Linked DNA regions of Gossypium hirsutum: all the other regions are linked to region 1. A link is a contact called in public Hi-C data. All regions are on one chromosome and are shown on one strand. The core of a region is the stretch at or near the end of the contact, and the rest is flanking DNA. Distances in the headings are between cores, read along the strand shown.

Region 1 (3,998 bases), core at 493-2,992:
TTATTTTAAATATCACGGATAAATCTATAGTACAAAAAAAATTCAAATTCCAGCCAACTTTCATATGTTTTTCTAAATAATTTTCCAAACATTCCTCCCCTCCAAAATTTGTTTAGCTCTGAATTAACTCCTTGGCAGAAAGCTGGGATTCCAAAACATTGTATAGCAAATATGGGAATAACGGATGCAATTGACTTCGTAAGGATCTCCCTCCCTGTTTGAGAAACTAGTCTTCCTTTCCAATTTTGATTTTTAGAACGTAGTTTATCCATGATAAACCCCAATGTTTAGGATTTTTCCTCCTTGGGAGCCCCAAACAAATCAAGTTGGCTTTATGATTGGAATTCTCATTCTTCCTTGGATTCCGTTTTTCACAATAGAAGAGGTATTTTATGAAAATAAAATAGATGTTTCTGATCGATCAAGGATTGACTCGTAACATCTTAAAACGGGTTAAGAACAGTAAAAATAACTTCACAACTTCGATTTGTCACACTTGTGAAAAATAGATAATCGTCTGCAAACAAAAAGTGTACGTGATAGTGTACAACATCTTTGATTGATTTTAAATGCTTTAAGATCACCTTGTAGTTCGGCTTTTTCCAAAAGCTTTGAAAACATGTTTACCTCCAGGAGAAAGAGGTAGGGGAGAGTGGTCTCCTTGCAATAATCCCCTTATTAAAATAAACTAACCTTTACTAGCCTCTATAAATAGAAGCATGGATTTAACTATTGAAACACATTCGCGAATCCTATTGACCATCGTTTACAAAAACCCATTCTCTCCACTAGTCTCTTGAAGAAGGACCAATTCACTTTTTCACAAGTCTTGACAAGATCTAACTTGGTAGCCGTATATCCTTCCTGCTCCCACTTTCATTTTTACAAAAGGCATGGAAGGCCTCAAGGGCCAATAAGATATTATCTTGTATCGCTCTATCAGCAAAGAAAGTAGATTGTGTACATTATATAACTTTCAAAATGAGAAATTTCATCCTTGAAGCCATGATTCAAGCTATAATTGTAAAGATAGATTGCAACAACTGATTGGGCGAAAATTAGCAAGTGCTTCAGAATTTTTTTTTCAAGTTTGGAGTAAGGATTGTGTTATTCTTGTTAATATCATCCGGTTAAAATTGAAGAAATATTTAATCAACTTAAATGTTTTCTATTTTTTTTGGTATAAATACAATTGTCTTCATCCATTTCAAGTAAAGCCTTCACGACAATGTCAATTTCAAAATTCAAACTTGATTCAAATACTGAAAAAAAAACTCTTTTAGTATCTTTATTTGAAATAAAAAAAAATTATAATTTGCATGCCCTATTTAAAAATATTCTAATTTAACTTTAGATTGTATTATTTACGAATATGAATGTGATTTTACTTATAATTATATTTATAAACTCTTTAAAGAAAATTCATGACAAAATTATTGATCTTTCGTTGCTCTTACTAAATCTTTTTTAATAGATTAGTTGTAATTTTCTAAGGCATGAGATTTGTTATATAAATTTTGATTTTTGTTGGCTATTCATCTTAGATAATTCTTTCTATAAATCAGTATAACAAAATTGATTTCAACTTGTAACCGTAAAACTTGCAATTTTCTGGAGGTGCTGTTTCTCAGGTCAGCTGCACGACAGCTTCATTAGACCTTGGCTCTCTCTCCCCTCCTCCTCTGCCACGGTGGTGATTGTTTTTCTTTGTGAACTAAACCTTGGGCTTTGGCCCATATCCTTTAAACTTACTCTGTGATAGATGCGGTTCAATGTATTTATTTGGGCTTTGGCCCATATCCTTTGTACTAACTCTATGGTGGATGGAGTTCAGTTGACCAAACAAATTAACTTGTAATCGCAAAACCATTCATTCGACATTTACTTCATCATAGTGTTTACCATGTATCTTGATGTATTTTCAATGTTGGAAAGTAATTTATTTCCGTGTGAGTCTTTTCATTCTTACAGAATTTTCATACATTTCAAATTTATTTTATTCAATTATTTAAAATTTGTACTTCCCTATTTATTTAAATTAAACTATTAAAATCATTTACTTCAAATAAATAATTATTACATATTTAATTTATCATCATATGTAATATCTCACACTCGACTTAGACGTTATGGTCGAATATTGAAAAATTACGCAAACTCGTTTTAAAACTCCATATTTTAAACTAGAAAATTGTGTGTTTCGAAAATATTAATTTTGACAAATCTTTTACAGTTTTTCAGAAAAATACGCGTTGAACTTATTTATTTAACAACAAAAAACACTTATTTGGTTACTTAGTTTTGCAATGGAAATTCTAAAGTTCTTAATTTGTAAAATATGATTTCAAAATGAGAAAACATATAATTTACAAATTATCAAAAACAAAATCCAGCAGAAAATCCAAAAACAAAAAATAAAGTCCAAAATATTTATACAGTCCAAAAAGTCTAGAATTAAGTTTAAAATTATAAATAGACTTTTTATTTAGCTAAAATCCAATCCAGACTCCCACACACCGCCTGATCCTAAGTTTGTTGATTACTTGAGAAGATAAATTATTGGGTGAGCTAATAAAGCTTAATGTGTAACTTAGCCCTCATGCACATAACAGATATTAGACAATCATACAGATTCAATAAATAAATAGACAAGGATAACAAAACATTTTTGTGCAATGCAACATATTAAATAGATCAGACACAAATGGTATTGGATCGATGGTACGTCCCGTGGCACAACGGAAAAAATATTCTAGCAATCATCAACGACAGATCCATGTACAAGGATCAAGTCTAGTTGAAAAAGGGTTGAAGATATACCTTAGAAAACTGAAGAATGGCGAATAACGTTGTTGGTTGAATTCCTTTGGGTGATGCCAATCCTAGTCGCAACAAAAAAAATTGTCTTGGCCTCTACGTAGTCCACCCAGTTAAACAAGAAATAGTTAAAACTATTTGAACCCTTTCAAAGTGAATCCAAAATCCAGCTACTAGACCCTTTGAATTTTTCTTACTTATTCACTCCCACATGATCAGGGATTATCTTCCTTTTATTAATATCATATATTAAAACAGAATAATTTCCTTTTACTTTACAGAGAAAATCATGGAAGATATTGAAATTATATTATTTCCAAAAGAATACTAACTTTCATAAATATTAACTCTATAAAAAAGTTGTGAATCGTATCCACCAGGTTATACTATCCGTCAGGCAATATTGTTCGTCGGGCGATATTATCTGCCAAGTGATTCTTATCCGCCAATGATAAGAATCCACCATAGTTGTATATAAGAGGGTATATGCCCATTCTATTGCTGTGAAGTTTGTTCACTTTAACCATTGGGTGTGAACCTATAAGTTCTTGTAACGTTTGTAGTAATACTAGAACATTTCTAATCTTACAAGCAATGAGTGACATCTAGCAATGCATCAGTACTACCCAAGTTACAATAAGTCGTGATTCGACATAACATTTCTGTGATAAACTTTTCATGTATCATATCCTTTTATCATTTATATCTACATTGGACACAAGTCATGGTATAGTCACAATTGTATAGTCCAATATCATATTTCTTAATATTCTGAGTAGACTAATAAACATAAGTGTGATATTTCATATTAACATATTTGAGCATGGCCATGCATTTCTAATCTCACTCCATCAAGTGGCCCAAGATATTTCTCCCATTATGTAGGAGGGATAAATCTTATCTTGATCAATCATATCCCACTACATTGATTGTGGTATATCCAACATCAGTCTTTATAGTTCAACCTGTTACGGTAGATGTTTGACTATATTAAAATATACAACTCGCGATGTTGGGACAATGATGATCTCAAGTCTGAGGATCATATACATAGTTATCACTATGAGTAATGTTTGTAACTATTACATAATAATCCAAAAAACATACTCATGGTGGGTCAGTCCAATATATTGTTCTCTAAGACATACTCATGTATTCATTTTTTACATCCCTATGTCAAT
Region 2 (3,998 bases), core at 1,010-3,509, 440 kb before region 1:
CAACTCTAAATTAAAAATATTAATTTTTACTAATCATGATTGTTAAAATTGATTTAAAAAGTATTACTAATAAAAGGGTAAAAAGCCTATGGTTTAAGAAAAAAATGGGTGTAGTTTAGGTTAGCTAAATGATAAACTCTAAACCTTACTTTACTTACCTAACCTTCTATCATTCCATTTAAAAAGGGAATTGGGTATGTATTGTGAAGGCAACAATTTTCCTAAAACTTTTATAATCTTTAGCCAACCAAATTTGCATCACTTTTTTTTTTGTTCTTTCTTCTTTTTAACTCTGAACCTGCATCATTTTATATATAAGCAAAAATTAAAGTGGTGATGCATATTCAATTTTATTATATTTCAATGAGCCTCTACATTTTACCTTCAACAAAACATTGAGCCTCTAAAATTTTAAAAGTAAATCTTTCTTATGTCCATAAATTTTCCTAAAATTGTACTATCACATGAATTTTTTTTTTTAGTTTTTATCAGAATTAATAGTATCTTAACATTCTTGAAATTTATTTCAACTTTTATTAATATTTTTTGTTAATATTTTATAAATATAATTTGTTGTGTACTTGTCATGTTTTAAGTATATACCATTAATGTGTGTTAATTTAAAAGCCCAAATAAATTATAGAAAATGATCCAAAGAAGTCTGAAAATTACTTAAAAACCAACAGGTGATGATGATGAAGAAAAATAATTTGATGGTGAAGGTGTGTCCGTGATTTAATAGTGAATCACGGAGGGTGACTTAAACCTTTTTCCATTACGTAGCATCACACATTTATGAAAGAGCCGGAGATAAGTGTTAAGAAAGGTAAAAAAGGAAAACTAACCGCAAGTGGAATACCCAACAGCCCAAACAAAGCCAAGGCAGAGGTTTTGATGCTGGTTGGTGGAGGGGTCAAGATTTGTGGTCCATGTTCACCCCTCCATGCCTCCGCCACCTTGGTGACCCAAACCGTCGCCGCCAAGCATGCTGCCAATATCAAGTTCACCACCCCCCACATGTTCTTCACTCCACCTATCAACCGGCTCACAGGCTCTAACCCCAACGACGCGAACGCCAACACTATGGAGTTTATCATTAGACCCAACGCACCCGCACGCACTCCCTCGTCGTACAATTTTTGTTGGCTTGCACTCCCCTTCACTTTCCCTCCGTATACTTCCGCCCCCATCCAGTCAGTGTCGTACAACAAGAATGGAAACCACGCCATCCAATTAAGGCATGTCACCAGAAGCAAGAACCACATTGGTTTTTTCAGGGTCTTGAATGCCATCACTAACTCCGCAAAGAAAGCCCGCCCCGATGACCTTCCTTCGTTGTCCTCTTCGTCTCCAGCTTCCTTTCTTGTTATGGGTGTCTCTTTCACGGTGGTAATGGCGGTTATTGTGATAGACAGGAGGAAAACAATGTCAATTATGAAACAAGTTTTGAGGTTTGCACAGTAAACATCACAGGCGGTTGTTTGTGTGAAGGGTAGGAGCTTGTGGAGACCTGAGAAGGAACCAGCTGCGTAACCTAAAACGTTGCCAACAGCCATGAAAAACGAGAACCACGCATTGGCGATCCTCATTCTTTTATGATCATTCGACGAAAGGTCAGCCAAGAAAGCGCGGCATGGACCTTGTAACATGTTGTTAGCCACATCGAGGATCCAAAAACCTGTAACGAATATGGCGACGGCTCTAGGCTTTGTGGGATTTTGCAGTGAATCACCAGATCGGTGACCGATGTCTTTGGCGAAGCCAATCATGAAAACAGCGACGGCAACGAAACAAGCTCCAGCAGCAATGAAGGGTCGGCGACGACCGATGCGAGAGGTACAACGGTCACTGCTGTAGCCTACAATGGGTTGAACGACGAGGCCGGAGATGGGACCACAAAGCCAAATGAAAGCAGCCCAGACGTGAGGAACACCAAGGGTTTGGACATAAGGGGTTAGAAGAGAAAGTTGCAGAGCCCATCCGAATTGGATCCCGGCGGCAATGGCTGCAATCACCACAATATTCCATAGCGGGATCGGGGTGACGGTTTGACCTGTCTCCATGGCGCTCTTATCATACAGATAAAAAAGAATAACAAGAAACTGATGATTGATGGAAAAGTGCAATCAGCATATATGGTGTATATATGTCTTGATGGTGTGAAGTGTGAGTGAATCATAAATAAGATGATATTTATATAGGGCATAAGAAACTATAAATGGTTAAAAATAGTTAATAACTTTTAAAATAAATTTGAGTGTGTACAAGTATATACTATTTGTGGATTCAATATATGTATAAAGCTTGGTTGTAACGAGTCCAAGTAAGTTGCCCAATTGATGGAATCTCATAATTACATCTTTCCTATTTTGGCCTTCTTTTTTTTCGCTTTGGGTGAAAGGAACTTATTTAATTTTAAATTAAAGATTCGAGACTTGCGTCGAGGTTAAATGTTTATTCAATTATAGTACTTATTATTATTATTATTATTATTATCATATTTAATTTGTTTCTACCGCCAAATAAGCTAAATTCAATTGGCGCCATTTCCGTTGAAATCGTATGAGAATTTTGTATTAGGATTAATATTATATTTGGACGAAGTATAGAAATGTTGATTAAATTATTATTCGTGCTGTATTTTTGTTATTAAATTTTGGGATAAATTTTAAAATTATACATGTACTTTGGTTTAATGCGCAATTGTATATATAAGTTTTAATTTGGTGCAATTATACACATGAAACTTTAATTGTGATTTAAATGTATACTTGAAACTTTAATTTTGATTTAATAATGTGCATTTAAAGAAATAAATACATTAATTTTTATATTAGATAAATATAATTATTTATGTATACAATATATAAACATAAAATGATATTATATCAATAATTGTGTTAATAATTTACAATAATTGGATTAAATCAAAATTTCATGTGTAAAATTGCACAAAATCAAAGTTCAAATATGCAATTGCACATTAAACTATCTTTCCTGTATACTTTTGGGATTTATCCTTTAAATTTTTATTTTTTTATGTTAATCATTAATCTATTTGGAATCAAAATTTTTGGAGCCATTTAAAATTTGACGAAAATGCTAACATGAGTTTATTTTATTGGTTTGATAACAAATTTAACCCTCTAATACTAACACATTCTATCAATTTGATTTTAAATATAAAATAATTTTAAGACAATAGATATGCCACATGCCAGGAATAGGGGGCTTTTTTACGCAATTAATCCAAAAAAATAATTATTTATGAAATGGTCCAAGTAAAAAAAAATGTACGTAAATGACTTGTTCTCGACAATGACAGCCAATGCCGCCTGACACACCGGCGGCGACGTCCCCTCATTATTAGCCAATCATTGGCTTCTTAAAAAAATATTTTTTTTGGGTGATGCCACTATGTCAGGCAGCACAATTATGTATTTTTTAAAATACTCGTTAAAAATACAGGTATTCACAATGGAGAAAAAAAGAAAAGAAATTTTAATGGGGGTTATCGATATGTTAGGTGACACCCGTTAAAATATTTTTAAAAAATATTTTTTAGGTGTTGTCGTCGTGTCAAGCAGCACCGGTGATATTTTAAAAAAAATTGTAGAAAAAGTAGTTCAAAGCTTTGGTCATTGTTTTAGAAGATTTTGAGTCGGCTACTGGGAGATCTAAACTGTAGAAGTCAACAAGAAGGAGGAAATCTCTTTTTTGGTGTCGAAATTGGCACGAAAAGCCACTATAAATGGCGACATCGGTGGCATTGAGTATGACGGCTAGGGTTTTCAATTAGGAAGAAGAAGGAAAAGAAATAAAATAAAAAAATAAATAAAAAGGGCAACTAAGTATGATGGCTAGAGTTTTCAATTGAGAAGAAAAACGGAAATTTGAATGGGAAAGGAAAAATGAATATATGGAAAATAGAGAATCAAATATGGGAAAAGAAAGAGAATAACTAATATGGAAAATAAAGATATGTTTTTTTCCATAAA
Region 3 (3,998 bases), core at 1,021-3,520, 350 kb after region 1:
ATTAATCAGTTTATTTATACACATAGAAAAAGAAACTGAAATAAGAATGGCAATGTCTTATATTAATAACAAGGTAAAATGAGTAAGTAATTGTAATCATCTCATGATTGGTCTTTGGGCATACTCTAATAGTGACACCCCAGTCTTAGGAATTAGGGTTGCCACCTCACCTTATGCGGGATGGGTCACTAGACTTATCTCATGTATTAGGTACAATTATATATTTTATCTAGTATCTAAACCAACTTATGTAATTTATCCAACCCAATAAATGAATTTTCTATTCTCAAAATATTATTTATTTGAATTAATTTCCTAATTAAATTATTTTTTCAACCTAATTCAACTTTCGTAAGTCATGAAGACTTTTATAGTACTAGAATCTATGAGTAAATAAATTTAATGTGAGGGTTGGGCCATTGTGCTTGGGCTATGAGGGCTCACAGCCACATGAATAATTCAATGTACTCATCAGTGCCTGACCCTGAGATTTGGATCATCCAATGCATATTAGCATGGCATAATTATCTTGTTTGAATCGAGGTTTGAACCCAAACTTCTCCTCAGGATAGATAGGGTAATTCAGGTAAGATCCAATATAGATCCAACTTTCTATTCACTCGTGGGATCTGGGCAGTTCGGGGGGACCACCATGGCTCCTCTCTTCTCGATAATCCATACATCCCTTATCAGTGCATGGATAGCTATCTCTCGAGCATAGGTTTAGGTTTGGCCTCAATGGTAAAAATAAATAGAGCATCTAACAACGTATCTTCACAGACTAAGAACTACAAGATTGCCCCTTTCATCTTGGGGTGACGGAGAGATCGTACCATTCGAGCATTTTTTTCATGCTTTTTCCAGAGGTCCAAAGAAAGCTGCAATCAATAAGATTTTCCTAATCCTCCCTTCATGAAAGGAAGAACATGAAATTCTTTTTCCTTTCCGCAGGGACTAAGAGATTGGATCTAGCAGTAAGAAGAATGCTTGGTTGATAAATAATTCACTTCTTGGTCTTCGACCCCTCAGTCACTACGAACGCCCTCGATCAGTGCAATGAGATGTGTCTATTTATCTATCTCTTGACTCAAAATGGGAGCAGGTTTGAAAAAAGATCTTAAAGTGTTTAGGGTTGGGCCAAGAGGGTCTCTTAACGCCCTTTTTTTTCTTCTTCCCATTGGAGTTATTTCTTATTTCTTAAATACTTGCTGTGGTAAGGAAGAAGGGGAGAACAAGCACACTTGGAGAGTGCAGTACAACGAAGAGTTGTATGCTGCATTTGGGGAGGATAAATCGCTTCCAAAAAGGAATGTATTGATTCTCTCCTAATTGGTTGGATCGTAGGTGCAATGATTTACTTCACAAGCGAGGTCTCTAATTCAAGTCCAAGATACCTCAGCTGTGCCAAGTTGTTCAAGAATAGTGGCATTGTTGAGTTTCCTGATCCTTTAACTTAGGATTAGTTAGTTCTATTTCTCGATGGGGGTAGGGAATGGATATAACTCAGCAGTAGAGCATCACCGTGACGTGGTGGAAGTATCAGTTCGAGCCTGATTATCCTTAAACCCAATTGACTGAATAACTCAAACTTTGCAAAGGTTTTATTACCATTACAAATATTAGCGGGCCAAGCCAAACTACGTGTGTCAATACCCAATTTAAAAAACTTTTCCAACTTCAAGCTCATTTTACCTGAATCACCCATTTCATTGTTTAAAAATAATAAAAATTATTTTATATTTAAATTTAATTATTAAAAGTAATATCAATATAACCTGTTTATATTTTTATTATTTTAAATGGTAAAACAGGCTGAGTTCGACTAGTCTAAGGTTAAAAATATAAATCTAAGCCTAACCCTATTTTGGGCTAGGTGGGTTGCATGGGTGGTGAACATTTCTAATTATCATTTAAAGAGTAGATAACATATATTTTTCTAAATTTTGAAAAGTTTTATATTCTTCATGATTTAAAATTTAAAATGAAATTTAAAAGATTTTAAATTTTTTTAAAACTTTAAAAAAATTTTAAACTTTTATTTTTGTAATATTTATGTACTTTTAAAGAATAAGGACCAAATTAATAAAAATTATAAACATTGAAGACTACTAAATTATTTTACCATTTTTTAATTGCTACAATGATAATTTTAACCGTAAAATTAGATGAAGAAATAAAGATTTTTAAATTAAAAAAATAAAAAATTTAATATCTCAAAATTAAAATGTAGAGACTTCCTTTTAAATTTCAAAATAGTATAGGCACCTCTCACATACTTAAACCAAAAACAAATATAGGGTACTGCATTCACTACACCGTAAGTTCTTTCTTTCAATTGTTTGGAGAGTCTTTTCCCTTCCTTTTATCATCATCTTCCTCCTACCATCGTACATCTCTCTCTCGTCTCCGCAAATCAATTTTTTTTTCTTTTTCTTCTCTTCTCATCTCAGTTCTCCCACACCGCCGTGTCCGCTGTTTTTTTCGGGATCTGACCCGTATCCCGTGTCGGAATCCCTGTCGGATCGTGTCGGGTACTGCATCCCAAATTGCTGAGTTCGGGAAACGAAGGATATATCATTCATCTCAACCTTATTGTATAAATTAACTATGAGTAAGTTTGCTAGTAGTCTTGCTTCTTCACTTTCAAAATCTTGTTCATGTACAAGTATCAATTTAGGGTTTGGAGGTGAAATTTTTAGATGACCTGATTCTTTTGGTTTTCTTCTACTTAGCTATGTTTTCTGTGACTTTGGATAGCAATTTGTCTTTTAAGTAGTGTTTTTTGTGCTCTTATTCAGCTTTCATAGTAATAATTGCTCCTCCGTGTACGGTCTGTTCTGATGGTTTTGTTCTTGAGAGTACTTTCACCGCTTTGTTTTCTCTGATATCTTACCATGACCCATGATTTTATTCAATTCTCTCTTTGTCTAGAAAAAGAGAAAAAAAAGTAATAGCATATTAGTTCTATTGCTTAAATTTGCTTGGCACTTTTACATTTTTAATTATCTGTAACACCTTACTGTTTTCTTCTTCCTATGGATACCATTACAGCTTGCAGTTGAATGTTTCTTTTTGGTATTTCTGCCTCCAATTCGCCTTCTGTTTGTTGATTGAATTTTTTTAAGCTATTAGGTTTGGACGTTGGTGCTAGAGAGAAGCAAGGAAATCCTAAAGTTGATGATGGATTCAAGGTTCCAAAAGAAAAAATCACCTGCATTGCGGCATCTGTTGATGTGGATGAAGGGTTTGAATCTTCTGGAGTTGAAGAAACTAGGAGTACTGTTACAAATGGCAGCCGAAGCCACACTAACAGACGCTATCGTGATAAGACAGCTAGTGTACCAACTAATTCTGGTAGGCTTTTTATTTTTATTTTGTTTTTAATAAGCTTAGTAATGGTTTTTAATTAAGAAACCGTTTTTTCTTTTTTAAATGTAAAACTTTTATAGTAAGTAGCAACATAACTAAATCATCATATGCTGATAATGAGAAGATTTATTGTTCCTATTCCCTTGGCTCCAAATATTTTGGTTCAAAACTTGATGTTTAAGTGCATGCTTGAGTATTTGGCAATCAATCCTGTGAAATGGTTTATTAAGGTTGCATAGAAGCATATAGGCCAGGCATAATCTGTTCTTACAATTTATGATTGTTTTTTGGTCTCTCCTCTCCACAAACTGTCTAATGTATTTGGCAGAATGAGATGATGTTATTTATGCCTATACATGCATTTCTCTCTGTGGATGGGTAACCTATATCTTTGATTTGAGGCATAGTATGATGACAGCATAACTTATTGCGGAAGTTATACAACCAAGTCGTTTGCATGCTGATGATCAGTTTTGACATTTAAGATTTAAGAATTGAGATGGATTTTCAACTCACCCTTTCTTAACCTAGTGTTTAGTGTTCGTCATTTGCCTTTAGTGTGGAAGAAAAGGTTGGGGTCTGGCGGAATTTTTTTGTTTGTTTATTTTTGGTGGGGGCAGGGGTCAAAC

What was found. A called contact is a pair of places that touch in the nucleus more often than the background predicts.
Region 2: a contact with region 1 is called in a Hi-C map of leaf, with 1.8 times the contacts expected there. The contact joins the promoter of LOC107919989 here to the enhancer-like site in region 1. A contact is called at or near these places in 3 of 34 Hi-C or Micro-C datasets (callus, leaf and petal).
Region 3: a contact with region 1 is called in a Hi-C map of leaf, with 2.4 times the contacts expected there. The contact joins the promoter of LOC107962088 here to the enhancer-like site in region 1. A contact is called at or near these places in 3 of 34 Hi-C or Micro-C datasets (all in leaf).

The regions. Positions count from the first base shown.
Region 1 is chrD13:44,092,794-44,096,791 of Gossypium_hirsutum_v2.1, forward strand. No RefSeq gene overlaps it. Among protein-coding and RNA genes, the nearest start is that of LOC121225066, 11 kb to the left of the region's middle. Within about 2 kb of position 1,743, at least 5 of the 9 cell types and tissues checked have an H3K27ac peak or open chromatin away from gene starts, as enhancers often do. A contact at or near this core is called in leaf, where this site is marked.
Region 2 is chrD13:43,650,142-43,654,139 of Gossypium_hirsutum_v2.1, forward strand. It overlaps LOC107919989 (sucrose transport protein SUC8), which reads right to left and starts at 2,260. Exons shown (of 4, transcript XM_016849457.2): 1 at 846-2,260. The coding sequence starts at 2,063.
Region 3 is chrD13:44,441,763-44,445,760 of Gossypium_hirsutum_v2.1, forward strand. LOC107962088 (pre-mRNA-splicing factor ATP-dependent RNA helicase DEAH7) reads left to right here and starts at 2,271. Exons shown (of 15, transcript XM_016898322.2): 1 at 2,271-2,611; 2 at 3,133-3,354. The coding sequence starts at 2,608.